2 separate regions of the Gossypium hirsutum genome follow, and region 1 is linked to region 2. Evidence: chromatin contacts called from public Hi-C data. All regions are on one chromosome and are shown on one strand. Each heading gives the region's core, a stretch centred on a gene start, on an enhancer-like site or on the middle of the called end of the contact. The rest is flanking DNA. Distances are from core to core; before and after follow the strand shown. Region 1 holds the start of LOC107916648 (DNA ligase 6). Region 2 holds the start of LOC107901430 (O-fucosyltransferase 27).

The links. Hi-C and Micro-C count contacts between places; a contact is called where the count stands out from the background.
Region 1: a Hi-C map of leaf shows a contact between it and region 2, with 1.8 times the contacts expected there. The contact joins the promoter of LOC107916648 here to the promoter of LOC107901430 in region 2. A contact is called at or near these places in 3 of 34 Hi-C or Micro-C datasets (callus and leaf).

What each region holds. Positions count from the first base shown.
Region 1 is chrD11:17,997,944-18,003,311 of Gossypium_hirsutum_v2.1, reverse strand. It overlaps LOC107916648 (DNA ligase 6), which reads right to left and starts at 2,020. Exons shown (of 4, transcript XM_041106346.1): 1 at 1-2,020. The coding sequence starts at 1,832. It overlaps LOC107916647 (protein CROWDED NUCLEI 1), which reads right to left. Exons shown (of 8, transcript XM_016845966.2): 6 at 4,139-5,368; 7 at 3,549-3,696; 8 at 2,608-3,193. The coding sequence ends at 2,933.
Region 2 is chrD11:17,829,003-17,833,943 of Gossypium_hirsutum_v2.1, reverse strand. It overlaps LOC107901430 (O-fucosyltransferase 27), which reads left to right and starts at 2,042. Exons shown (of 10, transcript XM_016827438.2): 1 at 2,042-2,560; 2 at 2,953-3,037; 3 at 3,675-3,745; 4 at 3,835-3,923; 5 at 4,041-4,284. The coding sequence starts at 2,366.

The DNA of each region.
Region 1 (5,368 bases), core at 771-3,270, 170 kb before region 2:
AAAAGTTTACTGAAGAAGCTAGTTATTGTGGGTTGTTTTGACCCGCTAGATTCCAGTTTTGAATTACTTTTTACTTTCTTATTTGACCTCTTCTCAGTGTTTTTCTTCCTCTTGCTAGGAGATATGTTGCTCCACCGTGTAAGTTTCAAACTAGGAGACTTGCTGACTTGACTTAAATTAGTATTTACACTTTCATCAGTGCTACTTCGAAAAGGTCCTGAATTTGAAAGTAATATAGGGCTGCTTGGTGAACTGGCATGGGATGCAGATTCAAAGGTTCTAAACACAGAGACTTGCTCGTAGAATTCAATTTCATGCTCATAAAAGTTAGAAACTGCTTCAACAATATTCCATCTTGAGCAGCTAACCAAATCTAATATCTGGTCTCTGGTCACCCATTTGGGCAAAGAATCCCTGGTTTCCTCAATGATTCTCTCTCTTTCCTCCTCGCTTGGTATAGTTGAATCTTGTGAATCAGGTTTATGGACGTAAGATACATCATTCGAAGAAACATCCATGTCATTACTCTCAACTGTTTTCATTTCAAACTTATATTTATTTCTCTCCATGACCCTTTCCTCATTAGCATCCCTTTCAACTTTTTCTACAGTTTCACAGTTGCCACGATGAAAACCCATCAGCAAGTCCTTCTTATTGTCCATTTCATCAATCAGCCCATCAAAGTGCTTTCTCAGTTCATCAGCATGTTTACTTTCAAGCTTCTCAAAGTCCATACCAACTGTAGGAATAACCTTCTTCGGTTTCAAAAACTTCACATATTCTTTAAGCTCATCATAATTAGAATGCTCACTACAAGGGACCAGATGTATATCAAATGTATCCTTAGTTTGCACTGCAAATTTATTCCGCTTGACTTCATAAGTCCACCCAGTCGGCACAAATCCGACAACCTTCTCATACCCTTTTTCCACCATAATCTCTTCCATTATCACAAAATTCGGCCTAAAGGACGGCCAAGTTTCACCTAATACACTCCAACCAACAACGTGAACATCACTCTCACTCTCATCTTCAGTAAAAACTTCACCATCCCCATAACCCAGAACACGCAAAATCTCCATTTTCCTCCCATCAACACATATCTTGGTCTTACATCTCCGTGCAACCTCAACCAAAATATTCTCTTTCCCAGCAACATAAGTAGCAATAAGAAACAAAACCCTCCTTTTCCCAAATTCCTTACCTATCCTATCTACCACACTAACCACATAATCAATCGATTCTTCTTGAGAAGGAAGTATACATTTCGGATCACAGTATGTAGTATCTAAAAAAATGGCATCACATCCAACAAATCCAATCAAATAACTATTCAACTTCATCGGATTGCAGTAACGAAAATCGCCTGTGTGAACATACCTTTCAAAGATCCCATTTTTAGTGGGAACTTTGAATAATAACTGGACTGAACCAGGGCAATGATTGGCGTCGATGAGAATGACCTCGCAGCCATCTACTAAAACGGGGTCGTTTAGAGGCAAAGCGAAGACGAAACGGGGTTTGGATGAGGAGGAGGGAAGTGAGGTGGGAACAAAAGATGATGCCTTTTGACCAGGAAGGAGAGAGGCCGGAATACTGATCGGAGTGGAAGTGGGAGAGGAAGTAAGAGGCGGAGAAGGCTGTGAAGGGGTGGCGGAAGGAATCGATGAGGAAGCGAGTGTTGGGGATGAAATTGGAGGGAGGGAAAGAGGAGGGAAAGAAAGCGTGGAAGTGGTGGAGTTTAGGGCAGTGAGGTAGAGTTGGGTGGAGTCTAGGGTCAAGGTTTTGACTCTCTCATTGGCGGTGGCTGTGGCCGCTGATTGAGCGGACATCGGCGGTGTTTCGTAGGGTGGTGTCGGGTCAATTATGGGAGAAAAGGGGGCATTTTTCTTTTAAATGGATCTGGAAAATTTTTGCGAGGCTGATTTGGGAGTGTTGTGGTTGCCACTTGCAAGTGGCGGAGGCTCACTGGCGCCAAAGCGGTAGTTGTTTTATTGTTATCATTTTGTTGTTTTTCCTCCAAATTATTGAGAGTGAATCGAAGGAAATAAATAAGATAAACTTGAAAGAGGACATTTGTATACTAATAAAACTAAAAATCATATATTATTTTTATCGGTTGACTCGAGTATTGATGTCGGTTGTATTGAAACGCATTATAGTCTTGTTAAAATTATGAGTTCAAAATTTTAAAACATATAAATTATGTATAATAAAATTAAAATACATAAAAATTCAAATTCAACTACATAAATATTTTTATTAATTTTTTTAAATAAAAAAAATTAAAATATTTTTAAATAATATACTTTATTTTAATTATAAAAGAATATTTCTATAATTTTTCTGTCTAAATTAGTACCCCGAATCAATGCCAACTCAAGAGCTTAAATAAAAATATAAATAAAATAATTAGTGCTCTAACAAGATTAAATAAATAATGTGATCTTACTTTTCAGAAGTGATGTTAAAAGCACGTTCTAGCCTTGCCTTGAGGGCGACATGATCAAGAAGAACATCTTATGAGAAATTTACTTGAAATCAAATATTAAAATAAAAAATTCGAGCTTCAGTTTGACTCTTCTGGACGGGTAAAACGGTTGGGCATTTACGGACGACAAAAGTCAAACAATAATTCCAGAAAAGTTTAGAAATACACAAGTACTATCCGATACAAACAATTTGGTCGTGGAAGCCGTACAGTCCACCACTCATTTCTACAACAAATAAATCATGTATCTATCTATCTAATCTAGGACCGTCTTGCAAAAGAATCAAAAGGAAAACCCTACCCCCCCCCCCCAAACCACCACCTGAATTAATTTCTGGCGAATAATTACATTTATATTTTAATACACACTAGCTGTTCCTACGAGGAAATCTGCACAACTGGGCTCGGAATTTGGCAAATTACAATATATGATTTGCATCATTATGTGGTCAGAAAACTCCACAGCTTCTTTCCTATCGATACTTCACCAGGGTGCTCTAAATTATTCTCCTCCCCTTCAGTCTCGTCCTCATCCTCATCTTTATGCCCTTCGCTGTGTGATTCACTCTGGTAGTCATTTCCATCACCGTACTCGCCAACCACTTGAGGTGTGCCATTCACCTCCTCACTTAATGCCATATTGGCATCAAATGTTTTGGTTGCACCAGCATTACCATCTTTGGTGTCTGGACCTGTCTCACCCTGCAACATAAAAGATATATAAAACAAGATTACTTAAACATGGTGAAAATCATTAAGACGAGTTTTATAAATCATCAAAATCTGAAATGGTGAAGTTCAGCTTTAGAACATGAGCCTCGTAGCTCATTCATATTTATGATGATATCATGAAATCATCTCATCGACTTTTCAGAAAACAGAAAACCAACGAAGACCATGCCATGCATAGATAATTTACTCAACTAACGAGTCAAAGCATTCTGTCAAGTGACAACTGACGTAAATTTGTAGCAGAGATCATTGACATGCACGTAACCATCTGCATCAAACATGCACATGCCACAGTACAAAAAATTAAAATTTCAAGGCCCCTTACCTGCTGCAGAAAGTGTGCACCACTATTCTCACTTGCATCTCCAGTTTCACTTGCAGGCATTGGAGAGTAGTTAACTTGATCCACTGCATCTTTAGCACCTTCAGTTTCTCTATTCATGTCAGATGTGGTTTTAGCAACTGTGACCCCACTACATCAAAGCATATTCCGCATATTAGTTGCATCAAAATTGCTTCTGCTGAAATATTTTATACTGGGTTGTCCTTGTCCAACAAAATAACATCATCCACAGGTTTCACATAGTAAATTAAATTGTAATCTAATCCAACTTATTACAAACAATACATTTGAAATAAAATGATTCAGCAACCTACCATATAGTTATTTTACGGTCACTGCAGAATTATTGATTTCACTAAGTGCTAGTCCATCTCTAATTAAGTGGACCGGCAATTCTATAAATGATTAATTGAAATTATGCTAAACTTAGATTAACAGCAGATAAGACAAATCAACAAGTAGTGGTTCTTCAGCTTAATTACAAATCAACCATCAAGCTGTATAACCACAATGAATATTCATACACACATAAAGCAAGAGATGAAAAATCTACCATCTCAACAGTAACTTACTTTTTGGGCCGTCGGAGATTATATCTTTTCTGACCAGTAGATATAGCCGAGACAACTTTTTGATGCCTCTTTCTTCTCTGGCCTGCTGCAATACTATCAGAATGTCCTTCACTAACATCTTGCTTACTGTCTGATATTTGGGATGTTTGAGCATGGTTCCGCTTCCGTTCATTTCTAGATGTGCCTCCATCAGCAAGACCAGATTCACCCCTGCTTAAAGCATTGGCATGAACAGAATCAACACTACCATTTGGATGCTCAAGTTCATTTGGTTCTAAAGCTTTCCCAAGAATAGCCTCAGCATCATTGACAACTGCCTTCGCAGAGCGTCTTACTTTAGCTCTAGGCCTGCTTCTCCTGTGAACCTGCTTTCCATGATTCAGATCACAATTCTGAGAATCTTCCAACGCTTCCAGTTCCTTACAATCCATGTTGTTCTGATTATCAACTGACAAGTCCTGACCAGCCTCAACATCTCTTGTGCTGGTGTCTGACTGGAACCTATGAATCTCCAAAGATTCAGTTGCCGCAACAGAAGTGAGCTCTGGCTCATTTTCAGTTGTTGACATGCCTTTCATATTAACTTGTTGACTAGAGAGTGAGGGCCCCACGTTCAATTTTTTTAAAGCATGAGGCTCAATGTTTTTCGCAGGAGAGAATTTAAATATTTTTGAGGTGCATTTACGAAGCCATGACATAGTTCCAGCAGAAATTGGAGATCCTGAAGCAACAGATGCAGACATCATCTGCCTCTCAGATGCAACAAAATTCCCAAAAATATTTCCGCTGGTATAGTTATCTGCCAAACTTGGAAGCAGAGGGACTCCCTCATTCTCTATTTCCTGTAGGTATTTTAGATCAGAGAGTAGAAACTCAGAGGTAATCTCACCACAATTCTTGCAACTCTTTTGTTTCTCAAGAAATGAAATAAAGCGGTTCCTCTCCTTGATCAATTGCTCTCGTTGGTCCTTCAACTTCTTGCTGAGATCCACAAGGTCATCAATGTCTTTTCGTATTTCAATTTGCTGTCCTTCAAGATGACTCTTGCTAGCATTAACTTCTTGCCTTTCTTTTTCTATCTTAAGTCTTTCTTGTTTCAGCTCTTCCATCTCTCTCCTAGCTACCTCTCTTAAATAATTAATATTGTCCAGTTCTCTCTCTTTTTCCTCCTCAAAGGACTTTTTTCTCTCTCCAAATTCCTTCACCATCTCCTCAAATTTATCCTGCATA
Region 2 (4,941 bases), core at 793-3,292:
AATACTCAAAAAAACAACTCGAAAAACATCATTGAACTCGATTCTGAAGCAGATTTTCGTCAAGATTGAAGATTCGCATTGGATTTCTCAAGAGATTATCATGAGTTTCTTTATTTCTTGTGGTTATACTGTATTTTTTTATGTTTTTATTTGTAAGCATGAACTAATTTTCTAAATACCTAGGGGAGATGAACTCTATGATGAATTCTGTCGTTTGAGTTTTATTTTATGCAATAAATACTTAGTTTCTTGTTCTCAATTATGTGTGCTTAATTCTTGGTTTAATATTTCTAGATTATTGATCCATGTTTGATGTGCTTAAATCAGAGGAGAAATATACCCTATTTAAGAGTAAATATTGCGTAATTGAGTGGAGTTGCATGTAATCCTAGAAAAAAGACAACATAAATCTACCAGATTAAAGTCAAATCTAATAAGAGAATCTATAAATCGAGTTAATGTGATAATAGAGGGTTTAATTAAAAACATACTTTCATTAATCAACTTAGAGTCAGTTGCCCTTACTCTCAAAAGACATATTAACATAATTTAGGGATTTATACGGATCAACATATTAAGTAAAGAAATTGCGTAATTTAAATTAATAGTGACAGATGAAATCCAGGTGAATTCTTTCCTGGGTATTGTTTGTTTCTTGGTCTTTAATTGTTTATTTCATGATTTATTATTTGTTGTGCTCATTAGTTAATAAATTTAGTTAATTTTAGTTTTTAATCAATCATTCGAATTTATCGGCTACATAATAGAAAGACGATAATTACTAGTACTTTTAGTCTTCATGGGAACGATATTTGTACTTATCGTAGCTATACTATTAATTGATAGGTGTACTTGCCTTAGTCAAATTTTTAGTTGGTTTCGTGGACATTAATAATAATCGTCAAAGGGGTAGTCATAATAATTTTGCTCACCACCAAATAGTGAAGAATGAAAATAATGTAGAGACAGATAATAAGATTGGTGTTGGAATTCAAATTAATAGTTTCATGTTATGTTCTAACTTTTAGTTATTGTGCATTTATGGTATGTTTGCTTTGTTTAATTTTGCATATATATCTAAACAAATGAAATATTTATTTGTGTACATTGTGTAAATTGATAAAATTTATTTGCAACAAGTGCATGTAGGTTTTGATTTTATTGTATTGAGACTAATGCTTTATGTTTGGGTGTTTCAAATACGACATCTATAACTACCTCTAAACTTATTAAATTTGTGTTTTCTTCGATACAATGCTAGTATATTTGTTTGTATGATTAATCACATGCGATGGTAAATGAGAAGTATACATTAGTATTGTTGAATCATGTGCATAGTAAATCAAAAGATTACTAGTCCGAATACACTAGTTAGTTGGCATGATAAGTTAGACCATCTTAATCAATAACGATGCGATAATATAAGAATTTACATGGATATTTATTAAAGAACATGAAGATTTTTCATTTATTAAGTGTTTATTGTTCCCGAAGAAGATTTATTAAACTTTATTAGCAAAAGTTAAGTTAATTTTTTATAGAAATATAAATTTATTTAATAAGTGGATATTTTTGTTATATTCACTCATAATTTTAGGGTTTAGAATCCCTAATCATCATATTTTTGTTTACTTTGAATTTGGAATTGATTTACGAAAAAACAAAATTTATTCTTAAAATGAGTATAAATAATTTGTTTTATTATTTAAAAAATATTTTTACGTTTTTGTAATTAAAATTAAAATTAAATGAAGATTTATATTTTATAAATAAAATCAATGAGATTAATCCAAGTGGAATTATCAAATCAAATAGATAAGTAATTCCTCGAATGGATTAACACGTACCCTACAAAAAAAGGATTAGACCCACTTCACGTCACATTAATGAACCAAAAAAAGTGCATAAAAAAATGAACCAAAAAAATCACGTCATATTATTCATAAATCAGACCCAATGTGGCAGCATAATATCAAACAAGCATCCTAATCCTACATCCCGATCTCATATTCATTGAGTTAATTCCAAAAATAGCACGCGCAGGTGAAGAGAGTGGAGCAGCAGTATTAATCAGAATCTTTCCCTGTAATAGCATGTCGGATCTCTCACAAGTTACAACCCAATTAAACACCCCCTGCTACTTCAGTTTCTTTTTTACTACAAAACATGTTCTCACACTTATTTAGAGTCTCTCTCTCTCTCTCTCTCTCTCTCTCTCTCTCTTGCTTTGTATTTTGACTTTTCTCGGTGTCTCTCCTTCTGTTCTCTTCAGTTTCCTCTTTCTTTAACCTTTCTTCCGTTTCTAGACAGAGAAAGCAAATACCCCATTGAGTTTTAGGAAAGAAAGAAAAGAATATTATTAAAAATGAAAGAAGGGAAAGCTTTTTTGAAGTCTAAGATGAAATGGGTCGGTTTGGTTGGTTTAGTTTTGTCAGTTTTTTCACTCTTTGTGCACTTCTTGCTAGCCAGATTCACTGAAGACGGCTTCTCCGAGTACCAGTCTTCCATAACCATCTTCTCCTGGAGACCTGTTTTTGAAGCTACAGACCTCTCGAGAACGGTACTATGCGATTCTTTTATATGCTTTTCCTGTTTCGCATTTTCTTGTTTCTAAATTTGATTATTTTCTGTTGACGTGTTTTTACATTCAGGGTATTTGTCTGTTTGTTTGTTTTTTGAAACATTTTGCTCTTGGTAATTTCACTTTTCTGTTCTTGGACATGTGGACTTGGGGGTTTTAGTATTGTTTTTGGGAGTTTTGTTTGGATCCATTTTGGTTAACTGAAAATGCCCAGATTAGTGTTACTTGTTTCTTTTCATTAAGGTGAGCTGAAATTTGTACTTTGGATCCGATTTGATTTGGTTTTAAACTGTTTTTGTAAGTTTTTGTTTGTTAATTTTATTTAACACATATGGCTTCTTAGGGTTTCTTCTTCTATTGTTTTGGTGCAGAGCCCATTGTATAGAAGACTATGGGGTCCTGTTGGGCAATTGGAATCTTTGCAACCACATGCTAATACTAAAGGATACTACGCAGGTTAGCTCTGATTTCCACTTCTGATTTTTGACAGTTATGTGTTTCACAATAATTTTAGTCATTTGTTTAAAAAAAAAAAACATGACATTTCATGCTTTTCATTCCCAAATTCTAGATAATAGATGTTCAGGTTAATTTGCTAGCATTGAATGATTAGGATTTAAGATCTTTTATTTTCCTTATAAAAATTACTGTGACTGCTAACCATCATCTTGATACAATTCCAATGATAAATGTGATGTAGTTCCTTAACAGTACCTACTGAGTGGTTTTCGATGGCTTATAGTAGCTTTGATTGTTTACGATTGACCGCTCAGATTTTTGGAGAGATTAAAATGGAAACCGTGGGCATGCTCGCTCCATCGTATCACCTAGAATTTCCCCTTGTCTTTTAATTCTTATCCTCACATGCAAACTACTCTATGTATGCAACCTGTAGAATGAGAGGGTTGAACTTTATGTTATTTTAAGAGTAATGTTGATGAATTTATTGGTGTATGTGTCTTTATGAAAACACAGATTCTGATTTTTATCATGTCCTCGTGTCTATTGCAAGTTGCAGTTTAATCCACTTTTTGAAAGCATAGAATTGTTATTTCCTACTAAGGTTGTATTATTATACGTGTGCCTTCGACAGATCCTGGAGCTCAGTCAAGTGGGTACATTTTTGTCAGAATACAAGGTGGTTTCCATGAGATTAGGAGCTCGGTAAGGGTGCTATAGTGAAAATTATTATTTATGGGTAAAGTTATCTTATATATGTAGTTGGAATTGTAATGATTTTGTTTGAATCCTAGATATGTGATGTGGTTGCGGTTTCTCGGTTTCTGAATGCTACTTTAGTTGTTCCAGAGATCCAACAAACAACTAGCAAGAAGGGAATCAGGTGACTTTTGATAATTAGTACTGCTTTCTATTCTTATTTGGAGTTGGATCATATGATAATTTGACTTATCAGTAATTTGTCCTGTATCAACTTATATTTGTAATATGTTTGATGCAGCTCACAGTTCAAGAGTTTTGCCTACCTATATAATGAGGAAACGTTTATGGCGGCTTTAGCAAAAGATGTTAATATTGTGAAAACCCTTCCTAAAAGCCTTAAATCAGCGAGGAGAAATAAGGAAATCCCAGTGTTTAGAGTGCCGTATGCAGCTTCACCGTATTATTATTTGCACAATGTGCTCCCTATTTTGATCAAGCATTCTGTAGTTGAACTAGTTGTTTCTGATGGTGGATGCTTGCAGGTGATTGCAGTTGCCAATTTTCTGTGGACCTTTGATTTGAACTTTAAACATTTTATTTTTAACTTCGAATATCACCTTTTCAAATTTTACGTCAGATATAGTTGTTAAGCGCATTTTTCCTATTTCTAATGATGCTTATTTTTGTTAGGCACTAAATCTGTTCTTGGTTTCTTAATTTGCATGTGTTCTAGATCAATTTGTATCCATGTTGTTCTTTTGTTAAAATTGATAAATATTGAGGGCATGCATTCTTGTGGTGAAGGTTAATAGCACCTTGCTAGTTTCTCATCTATCAATTATAATTGTTAAGCATTTGGTGGTTTCTCTAATAGGCTCGATTTAGTCTTGTCGTGTTTGACCCTTAGGCACTTGCATTCTTACCAATGCGTGACCTACATTTATGTCATGTGCTACGTCTATATCAGGAATACAATTCTCTTTCTAATGGTTGAAACAATTCAAAAGACTTGATTTAATCATCTTTCTATTGACTCGAACAATTTCAAAAGACTTTTACCAAGTTAGCTACACAGATTTGTTATGTAGAGCATGGTACATCTTGCTTTTCATGTTAAATTCCTGAAACACCAAGTGCTCTGCTTAAACTGCATTTAGGTAACCATTTTACTGTTCATCCTTTTGTGCGTCAGACTTTTT